Linked DNA regions of Triticum aestivum: region 2 is linked to region 1. A link is a contact called in public HiCAR-type data. All regions are on one chromosome and are shown on one strand. Each heading gives the region's core, a stretch centred on a gene start, on an enhancer-like site or on the middle of the called end of the contact. The rest is flanking DNA. Distances are from core to core; before and after follow the strand shown. Region 1 holds the start of LOC123108218 (zinc finger protein ZAT12). Region 2 holds the start of LOC123108223 (zinc finger protein ZAT18).

Region 1 (5,853 bases), core at 1,293-3,792:
CTGACAATTCAAGGCATAGTCCATTGTTCAGTTGTGAAGAAGTCTAATCCTGTTGCTCTAGGTGGAAGTTCAACTTAACAGTCTCCACTGAAAATTCTGTTATATCAAACATTGTTTGGAACAGTTGAAAAAACTTATGTGCCTCGAGATCTGGTGGGGGATTGTTGGATTATGGATGGGCTTAGGCCCATATAAGACACTAATCCCTAGTTAATCTCTAAGGCCCATGCATGTGTACGGCAAGTGGTGGGAAGTGTTGGAAGTTTAGTCCCATACTGCTACGGTAAGAAGAGTGAGACCTCTTTATAAGGGCTGCTCTACCACTTGCTATTGGGAGCTTGGGAATAGGAGCTGTACACGCGCGCTCCTCCTCCTCCGCCGCCCGCCTCGCCTCGCCATGCCACGCCTCGTCACGACGCGCGTGCGCGCCGTGGGTTGCGGGAATGAGCCGAACCGAAGCTTATTTTTGCCGCTCATGAATGGTTGATTAATTGTTAATTAATTAACGAGTCGCTTACGGAAGCGCCACTGTCTGAGACGTTGGACAGTGGGCTGTTCGCGGACTCGATCGTGGGCCTGGCCCAGGCCCATCTACCTGACGACCTATACCTATATAAGAAGGCACTGGCCAGTGGAGTGAACCCTAACTCAGTTCACTCATTCCCTCTCGTACAACCATAGCCGCCAGCTACTGTTCCTCTCTCTGTGCTGCTTCCGACGACCCCATCCCGATGACCGCGTGCACGGTTGGTCGGGAGAGCAGGTGCCTCCGGAATCCTGTCGTTCGAGATCCTGCCCGGGAGAACGGCAATAAGGTTTTTGGGGAGCGTCTCGACGCGACTGCTCCCGATCCGTCCCCAACTTCGTCCGCCTCTGCTTGCACTACTTCCCCTGCATCGACACCATAGCCGACGACGCAGCCTCCAAGAAGAAGGCCACGGACGACGCCGAGGCTGCTGCCGCCGCCGCCGCGTTGGCCTGGCCAACTGAAGGGTATGATCTGTTCATCCCTCGTTTACTCGTACTTATGCTAGCCGTATATGTGCTGCTCATAGACGGTTCGATTCTATGTTCTCTACGTGCTAGTATGCTTAGGTATCGCTATGAGATGCATACCTTTTATGCCATGCTTATTGTTTACTCATGGATAAGTCTAATCAGAAAAATGCTAATATTTCGAATAGATGATTGCACGCCCTCCATCCTCTCTCAAACAAATGATGGCGCCGACAAATGTGCCCAGCGAATTGACCCTGCAGTACCTTCAAATGGGAGTTGGTGATCGCGTCTCATCCATCCTCTCTCATACAAATGTTGGCGCCGACAAGTGAGCCAGTGATTCAACTCCTTTCGCTCGTTAGACCTAAGCACGCTATGAAATCGACATCATGCATGCTCTCCCAAGCATATCTGAACATAAATTCTTGCTTGCTTCGTTATGTGTACATACCACGTACTATGCCTCTCAACATGAATACCAATGCTCCAAATATCAGGTGTCCCCACCACAGAGCTCTCGCTACACATAATCACCGCATCATCTACACTCCAAATCTACGATGTGACAATCGGCCCGCCAGTTCCACCTCTCACCACAAACTCACCTCTCCATATAACTTTTTAGATTCACTTCTGAAATAGTTGTGTGTGTCAATTGATGCATATGCCGAGATCACGGCTTGGCTCCTTTTCAAGAAAAGAAAATCCGTGTTAGGGAGGTCTTCATTAGGTCGATTAACTCAAACTCGTAGTCGATTCAAGTAGAACAAAATAAATGTACGAATCAAGAAGGCACCAATAGATAATATGAGTAATGAACGAATGCATGAGTCCTAAAATATGTACTCCCTAATAAAATGAGCGATCGGACAACGATCAAGGCCAACTAGTGTGCAGCAAATGTACAAACCAAACCGCGCACATAGATCAACCTGTAAATCTGGACTAGAACTAGATATGCCTAGCTAGTGTATTGAACTTGAGAGAAATGAGTGCGGTGCTAGACGAAGAGCTGGAGCAGAACGGGCGGTGCCTGCGCCGTGGTGGCGGACTCCTGCTCGCGGTGCCGGCGCATGTGGCCGCCGAGCGCCTGGCCCATCTCGAACTCAAGCCCGCAGACGTGGCACTGGTGCGCCTGCTTCTGGTCCACCGTCTTCTTGGTCGACGACGGCTCATTGATCCCGGCGGCAAGGCCGAGCGCGAGCCCGTGGCGGCCGCGCAGGTGACTTGTCCGGTGCCCGCCCAGCGCCTGGAACGACGGGAAGGCGCGGCTGCACGTCTTGCACACGAACTCGCCGGCAGCGACGCCGCGGCGCTGCTTCTTGGTGCGGTCGGCCATGGCGCCGAGGGAGAGCGAGAGGGACAAGGGCACCTCCTGGGCCTGATCTCTGCAGTGCTTCATAGACAAAACCATGAGCGCGCGGCTAGCTAGCTAGTCCGGTATGAGCTGCTCAACGAGAGTTCGTGCGATCTGCGGAACTGATGGAGGAGATGAGATGTGGATTCTGGGACTCGGAATTGGTTGTGGATGTTGTTGGGTTCCGTGGATTGTTGGCCTTTTATACTAGTGATGATGATGGGGTACTGGTCGCAGGTGATAGCAGCCGGGTACGCCACGTCGTTGTTGACGTCTGGACTTGGAGCCAAGTCGCGATCGGCGTCGGCCCGGCTGAAGCGCAGGTCTGAAAAGGCAGAATCTTGTGTGTTCGCTCGCGTCAGTTAGAATGATCGCTCAAGCTTGCTCCCCAGGACCCAGGTAGCCTGAACGCGGTTGGACGGAAGGGCCCGCGAAATGGGACGGAAGCTTATTTAATTTTTGGCTCGCGGTGTCCGTTGCCGTGGGACCCAAACAGTAGTAGGTTGTTGCACTGATTTGATAGGCTAGTCCACGACGAGTCTTGCGCCACAAGAAGTCGCACGACTCCAAATTTCCGATTTTTCGCTCTGCTCCTCTTCTCTAGCCCGAAAATGTCTTGCCGCGTTCACCTAAATTGCTGCACCACATGTATATGTAGCTATGGAATTTCTCCGTGGAGGTACAGGCACCACGCGTCTCGATCGATCGTCAGTGTTTTTACAGTCGTACGCGGGTGCGCGTGTCGTTTTTCTGAAACTAGGACTAACCTCAATACGGACTCATGTCATTGCCGATCAAAAGGAAATTACATTGATGATGTTTTTTGCGGGGATAAATTACATTGACGATTGGCCGAGGTGTTTGATCGAGCAAAGGATGGGCATCGTTGGGACGGCATATCGATAGATGAAATGTTCATCCACGACGTCTTTCCTTGCTCTGCGGTCCTCTACCTGCCGTGTTCCCCTGCAATGCTGGAGACGCTATGTGCTTGCGAAAATCCTACAGACACGGACGATTTACGGAGCATCATGGGCCTGTTTCCAAAAACTAATCTTCTCTGCCCCTTGATTTTCAGTGGGGATGGGCCCGTCAGTTTATTGCTACCCAATCAAAATCAGCAAGGTAAGCCACTCTGTAATACTTTTTAAAAATAATCCGTGCATTTAGCATTGCTCATGTGCTTGTAATCTTTTGTGGTAATAGTGCATGCTCCTGAGAACTTTGCTCTTGTGTTTGAGCACTTCCTACAATTCTGCTAGAGCTGCTCTTCTTTTTTCTGTCTTGGTGGCCATAACATAGTTCGGTTTCGTTAATGAAATTGGGTAGAAATCTGTTTTGTTAATAGAAAATAATTCCACATCCATGCGAAACAAACTCTAGTCGTTTCACTAGTCTAGCAGAGAGTGTGTTAACCATCGCCCTCTAGCTAGGCACCTGGATGTCGTCATTGCCACCTTGTCACTGAGGTCCTCCATTTCTTTCTCTTCCCTTCCTACCCCCATTCATCTCTGTCTCCACAACAACGTGTAATGTCTTGTGAACTTGGAGCATTCGTTTTAGTTGTGTTTTATCTGATGCACATCATAGAAATACTTTCGTACGATATATAGATATTTGTCGTTATAGATATTAACATCTATTTTCATAAACATTATCAAGATGTATATTGATTAGACTTTCGAGATAACTACAATGTCATGTTTTGATGTAAAGTGAGTAGAACATAGTTATTTTGTTCGAATGTGCTAATCCTCGGTGCACAAAAACAAAAGTAGAATATGTCGACTTTAGATAGAAGCGAGAGAAGAGGCGTTGCTGAGCCGGATATGGGAATGCCACAGCCAAGGCTCGCTAGGAACAAGTCGGAGCTGGCGGCAACGCAACTGGCCATGGTATCGCAGCATGGCGGAGGTTGACAACTCTGAATGCGAGTGCAGGCGCGGGACGATGGACCATCCACGCCGGAGAAGAAGGAAGGGGGCGCATAGAAGTATGATTGGCTCGGCGGCGGCACGATGGTAGGGGCGACTTGGCGGCCCGACAGTGTCGCTAGCCGCCAGCGGTTCAGGCCAACCAGTATGCTTGGGTCGGAGGGTTGGGCAGCATAGGAGGCGTGGTTGTCGGGCAGGGCAAGAAGGAAGAAGGTGGGGCAGTTGCTCGATCGAAATCCAACGGTTGGAAAGGAACAAAGTAAGAGAAAAAGAATAGGCTAATTCAACGACACGACTGTAAAGATTTGGGAATACAATACAGTAATCCCAGAGGCACGTCCTCGGTGCTCACACGGGACGTATGAAGGCAAATGCCATACGTACACGCTACACCACCACAAAATCATGACATCACCGCTTATCCAAAATATTGCACGCACTTGCTACGCTACTTGTTGGAGTAGTTGACGCGTCTGCCGTTTTATTTTATGTTTCTCCTGTGATGAAACTTGGTCCTCCGTTGACATATGTGCCGATCGGATCGAGCACCGCCCGCGATCCGGAACGAGTAAACACAAGCGACCATGTGGTGTGGTGTGGATCGAGTTGGCGGACCCTTTTTTTGTACGTACTAATGGCAAACAACAACTTGGCGGACCTGGGATCAGACACGACTGATGATACTACGAGGGACCATATGCATGTTGCATGCACATGCAGACCCCTTTGCCTCTGGTGACTGGTCAGCATACACCGTCCCATCATCTCGTCGGGTGCAAGAGCAGATCAGCGCCGGCTCGCTTGCTTGCAGATTAGTATTAGAAAACCCAAAAGTGCACCACTGGAAAACACGAATGACAAATAGAATGAAAACGAGTAGATTGCAGTTGACAAGCTCGCGCGCCCGCGTAGGTGCACCGGCCGGGACTGCTTGCGAGCAGCCCCGCCAGCTGAGCTAGCTTGCTTGCTCCGGAGGGAAAAGACAGGGGCGTGTGCAGTGTAACTGTGCATATTTATGCAGTTGGGAGCAGCCAAGAAAACTTGGGCCCTTCGACGCGGCGAATGCAGGTGTGGAACAGAGCTGTGTACAGGAGTAATCCTGTGGTTCATTGGTTATGCCCATTTTTGTCACGTCCCCGGACGGCTTTTTCGCACGGACCAGGCACCGCCGGAAGCAGCTCCCCTGACGTACGTTACACGCCGTTGGGAACACTAGCATGTGGGACTGATTCACAGCGAGCCCATCTGTCAATCGCCGAACGGCACCCTGCCGCACGGCAGAGGATCCGCGTCCGGCACCGCCGCGTCGCCCCAGCTACGCACGTCTCTCCGGAACGGGCTGGATCGAGCCGTCGCGAAACCGCGTGAAGCTGGCTGTGCCCTCCCATACACACCAGATGGATTGAGAGTGCCCGTCGTCTAAGAAGTGATCATAATAACGGTTAATACTGTCTTTTTGACCACACAAAAAAAAAAAACTAACCTTGTCATATCTATCCTCGCAGCCTCGACATTTACTGTTTCAAGCTGCCTTTCGAGGTGCACTCTATATGGCAACTGCAC
Region 2 (5,669 bases), core at 1,157-3,656, 150 kb before region 1:
TGTGGTGTGAATTCTTATTGGATGTCGTGGCTCGATGATCCGCTTTATATATAAAGCAGGGTGAAAGACTTTTTTGATAAATGAAAGTACAACCTCTTCTCCGGTTTATAAGGTTTGCGCGTATCTCTAGATTGATAAGTACACCATCATAATACAAGTTATATATCACAAAAATATATCATTAGAAACTTCAAATCATCTACTTTCTAATGGTATAATTTTTAGACTGTACAACTCATCTTATGTTGGTTAAATTATACATCTATGAATACACACAAGCCTTATTATTTACTTAAGCTTCATTTCTTTGCAAAAGTATCAACACGGTATACTGTAAAAAAGACTTCAAGCTCATGGCCTCTGCCGGTGGGGGACCTAGAAATAAAATGAAAGGTGTGCACACATTGGCAAAAATTGAGATATATCTCAGTTGGCTTGGATAGCCCTTGAGAATCAACTAATTTTTACATGGGATGGGATACATGCTGGTCGGTGCTCTTCTTCTCCGACCTTAAGGCGGCGAGCATCCTCATCTACCGACGTGGTACTCTTCTCTGGCAGGGTAGCAGTTAGTTCTTAATGAACAGGGACATGTCGTCAACGATCATGCATGCCATGAAGGACATAGGATTGTGGAGGGTATTGAGGTACCGTACCCATCCCATTTGGTCGGCCCGTGATGGTGTGGTCTGTGATAAAGATGAGGTACACGGATCGAATCAGAATGGAGGTGGTGGTGTGCGATGTCACGTTGTCATTATCGAAACTGCATTTACTCGCCATGAAACCTCTGATCTAGTGGAAGACCACGGCTCTTCGGTTCGCTCGCGAGCATTTCCACATCTCCGCTAAAAATAGAGAGAAGCCAGACGATTCCCCTTAAGCTCAATGTGACACTGCTGATCTCCGATCTGTGCTGGTCTCGATGGCGGAATGGGAGGCGCGCATGGCGAAGACCGCAGGAAGGAAACATGATGAAGTTGGCCAGAACACGAGAAACTAGCTCGTGGTTTGCAAACTCGAGCGAGCTAGCCAGGGCGGCGATGCTGGTGACTAGGTAGTTGACCGATCTGAAGGAGGCATGACTGCTTCCTAATGCACGACGAAGTATCCGATAGAAATCGTGCTTCAGGCTATGGGGGAGGCGGAATCGATAGATCCAGTCCAGTGACAAAAGTGGGCGATATACTGATCTCGTGGTCGGGAACCCCCTGGCTCGGAGGAGGATGTGGTGGCGGTGGTGATGGCATTGGCATCGCGTGGGGAGCGGGAGATGTCCATTGTGGTGGAGGATGACGAGGAAGCAAGACCGAGGAGGAAGAAGGGGATACAGCCTCGACATTCCCTTGGTTCCCACGTCATTCTGCAGACCACGGGTCCGCGCCCTCGTCCTTAACTCGGGCGAGCAAAAGAATCAGTGTACCGTCAACGTTGAGACGATCTTAAGTTGTGAAGGTAGCTTATGTTGCAGAATTTTACAAATTTAGGGTCCAAATTAGACTTGTGATCCGTATAGAATTGCAGTGAACAACAACGTATTCATAGAAAAACAATCTGAGTGCAAGAATCTGTCAATTGCATTTAGAACAAAACAATTTGTCTAATCTAAGCACAAGTGTATCTAAATCCCCAGTCGAACGGTTAAGAAAGCGAACCGATTCAGAGCAAAATTCCACGAGCGGAAATGCTAACCAGCAGTAACGTACTCTATCGTAACCTATCTTATTCAAACGACATGTACAATTCCTGGATTGTTATACTACTGTAGTAAGAAACTGAGAGATCCAGGTAGCAGGCTAGACGAACAGCTCGAGCAAGACAGGCAGCCTGCCGGCGGCGGCCTGGTGCCCCGCCTCCTGATCCGACAGCGCGACCCACCGGTCGAGCGCCATATCCTCGCGGTGCCGCCGCATGTGGCCGCCGAGCGCCTGGCCCGTCTCGAAGCCCAGCCCGCAGATGTGGCAGTCGTGCTGCTGCTTGTCCTCTTGCCTCTTCCGCTCCTTGATGGCCATGGCGACGCCGACGCCGAGCTCCAGCCCGTGGCGGCCCCGGAGGTGGCTGGTCCGGTGCCCACCCAGGGCCTGGAACGTCTCGAAGGCGCGCCCGCAAGTCTTGCAGACGAAGTCCCCTTCCCCTGACGTGGCCACCACTCTTCCCCGCCGCGCCCTCTTCCTTGCCGCCGGCGGCGGCGAACCGAGCGAGTTGCCCGACGTGGTGGCGGACGTCGTCGAAGAGTCTGTGCTGAGGGAGAGCGCCAGCGACACAATTGGCTGCTCCTCCCTCGCGCGCTTCATCCCCGCTCCCATGGAGATGGATTTGCTGCTCCTCTTAATGATCTGCTGGATTTGGATTACGGCTCTTTTCTTTTGCGTTGGTGTAGTTCTGTGAGTGCGCGGTAGGAGGAAGAATGGATGGATGGGTCGGCAGGGGAGACGGCCGCACTTATATACAGGCCGTGTAGCTGCCATGCGTGTTGCTGCCGGTGGAGCTTACGTGTGCTCCAGGTTGGGGATCCGGCTTGGCCTACCTCTGGCGTCTGCGGGCCAATCGTCGGAAGCCACCACGACGTTCGCGACGTGACGGATGATATATTATTTTGGCAGATAGCTCGAATGGATATTTCAGTCGTGCGTAGCGCGGCCGACCGGAGACAAAACGTGTGGTGCAGAGTGGCGTCACCTGTCACGCCACAAGACGCGTGGCGGCGCGCCGCTGCTTGGCCGCCGGGAGCCCGGGACGATGGGCGGGATTCAGCGGCTCATCCATTACGCCCCTCCCAATGCTTCACCTTGTACAGGTGCTAAGTCTTCCATGTAGGCAAAAAAAATCTAATATAATAAGTTATTTAAGAGGAGAGAGATGGGTGTGGTGATCCCAGAAAGAACCAATGCTAAGCGCGTGAACCTAGGCAAAACATTTAAAAGAAGGGAGCCCACCAATACATGAAGAACTTTAGTTACTAAATCATTAAATGAAGCAAGCTTAGCAACCATAAGCTAAGTGAAGAGAAACAGAAAGATTGAAGTAAATGGAGTGATCTTTATTGATTGATTCATCCATGCTTTTATATGTCCTGAATGGATGTTTACAGCGTCGATTACAAGAGGCGTCACATCGTTGAGAAAAGGTGCGGCGACGGTTCAGAAAAACACGACAACGGTTCGCTATGTACTGCGTCTGGACAACGCCAGGATTCTAACCATCGGTTACAATATTCTAAAGAATATGCTAATCGCCTAATTAGCCTAATACTAAGACTATTAGATTCCTAACACTCCCCCTTGGACAGCGCTGTTTTAATCTTCATATATCTTGAGTATCAAAAACCTTGGGTCTTCTTGATAGTCCTTGATCTTGTAATTTTGAGAATCTTTAATCTCGTACTATTTATGTTCATGTAGGAAATATAAGAGAAACTATAGAAATTTGATATATCGTTAGTATATTTAATCACTTATTAAAAACACATGAGAAATCCGTTGGAAAACTTCATAAGTTTAGTTCTAGGAAATTTCTCCCCCTTAACATTGCAAATTTCGTAGTCGTCTCATACCAATGCCATGAATGCATTTTTGAAATGCTGCTCCTGGTAAAGACTTAGTGAACAAATCCGCAAGATTGTCACAAGATTTTATTTGCAAAATATCAATCTCTCCATCTTTCTGTAATTCATGAGGAAAAAATAGTTTTGGAGAGATATGTTTTGTGATATTACTTTTAATATATCCCATATGCATTTGAGCAACACATGCAGCATTATCTTCATAGATAATGGTTGGTGATTGTAATGAACCAATACCGCATGATGTCTGAATATGATTTATTACTCTACGGAGCCAAACACATTCTCGTGAGGCTTCGAATAATGCAATTATTTCAGAGTGATGGAGGAGGTAGCTACTAAAGTCTGTTTTGTTGAATTCCATGAAATAGCGGTTCCACCATATAAAAATACAAACCCTGTTTATGACCTGGCATTATGGGGATCAGAAAGATATCCAGCGTCACAATAACCAATCAGGGTCATATCTTGATTTTTCCGATAGAATAAACCAAGATCTTTAGTACCTTGTAAATATCTAAAGATATTTTTTACTCCTGTCCAATGACGTTTTGTTGGAGCTGCACTATGTCGAGCCAGTAAATTTACCGCAAAGGCAATGTCTGGTCTAATACAATTTGCAAGGTACATTAGTGCTCCTATGGCACTAAGGTATGGAAACTCAGGTCCCAATACCTCCTCGTTACCATCCCTTGGTCTAAAAGGATCCTTGTTCATATCAAGGGATCTGACGATCATAGGTGTTTTGGATGGATATGATTTATCCATGTTGAATTTTTCCAAAATTTTCTGAATGTAAGCGGGTTGATAAACGAGTATTCCTGAGGGAAAATGCTCAAGTTGTACACCTAAGCAGAATTTGGTTCTTCCCAAATCTTTCATCTCAAACTCCGTCATTAAATGATTGCGTGCTACAGTTATATCTGATGTGTTGCCAATGATGTTGAGATCATCAACATAAACTGAGATGATGCAAAATCCCTTTGAGGATTTCTTTATAAATACGCATGGGCAATCATTGTTATTCGAGTACCCTTTACTGAGAATGAGTCGGTTATACCACATTTTACCCGACTGCTTCAAGCCATAGAGTGACTTTTGTAGTTTTACACAATACATGTTGCGATTTATATTTGGATTCAGAATTTTAAGTCCATCAGGCACTTTCATATAAATTTCCGCATCGAGTGACCCATATAGATAAGCAATCACTAGATCCATTAACTGCATTGGTAGATTCATTTGTACTGCCAAAGATATTAAGTATCGAAATGTAATTCCATTCATTACAAGAGAATATGTATCGTCGTAGTCGATACCGGGTCTCTGCGTAAACCCTTGAGCTACTAGTCTCGCTTTATATCTCACCACCTCATTTTTTTCGTTCCTTTTTCGAACGAAAACCCATTTTGCTCCCACGGGGAAGACTTTATGAGGAGTAGGTATTATTTTAGAAAATACCTCTCTTTTATTAAGCGAGTGTAATTCTGCCTCAATTGCTTCCTTCCATTTAGGCCAATCCGAGCGCTTGAGGCACTCTTTCATAGATTTTGGCTCTGGATCCAGTTGAAGGGTTTCAGCAATTTTCGAGGAAAAATCTGTGTCGACAACTGTAGTGCTTCTATTGTATGTTTCTCCTGAATCAATATAATTTATGGATATTTCATTAATTTCTTCAGGCTCCGTATGATTTCCCATAACAGCGAAGTCTGATTGTTTCGATACACCAACATTATAATTTGTGTGCACATTTATGTTGGGTTCTTGATGTTGAACATCAACTTGGTGTCCATCAACTTGAGGTTGATTTGCACTTATTGTCATAGATTTTGATTTTCTTTGATTCCGCGGAGGCTTTAGAGAAGCCTTTTCTGCTGTGACCAGATTTCTCCCCCTTTTATTTGTAATTGGGAGTTGAGTAGTTTTATTTGGTACCTCTACTCGTTCTGATGCATTAACTACGGGGATATAAGATTTAGTGACACCTTCGTAATCAGTAAATGCGTCTGGCAGGTTATTTGCAAAGTGTTGCAAATCTATGATTTTCTGAACTTCAGATTCAGATTCTTTAGTACGTGGATCTACGGCCTGAATGCCTGTTGCATTC

Evidence for each region. HiCAR-type assays count read pairs that join an accessible place to other places.
Region 2: a HiCAR-type map of leaf shows a contact between it and region 1, with 3 times the contacts expected there. The contact joins the promoter of LOC123108223 here to the promoter of LOC123108218 in region 1. A contact is called at or near these places in 1 of 5 Hi-C or Micro-C datasets (leaf) and 1 of 1 datasets of contacts at active chromatin or transcription factors (leaf).

The regions. Positions count from the first base shown.
Region 1 is chr5A:653,261,737-653,267,589 of IWGSC CS RefSeq v2.1, reverse strand. LOC123108218 (zinc finger protein ZAT12) reads right to left here and starts at 2,542. Exons shown (of 1, transcript XM_044530048.1): 1 at 1,815-2,542. The coding sequence starts at 2,413. The coding sequence ends at 2,000.
Region 2 is chr5A:653,407,660-653,413,328 of IWGSC CS RefSeq v2.1, reverse strand. It overlaps LOC123108223 (zinc finger protein ZAT18), which reads right to left and starts at 2,406. Exons shown (of 1, transcript XM_044530053.1): 1 at 1,518-2,406. The coding sequence starts at 2,306. The coding sequence ends at 1,797.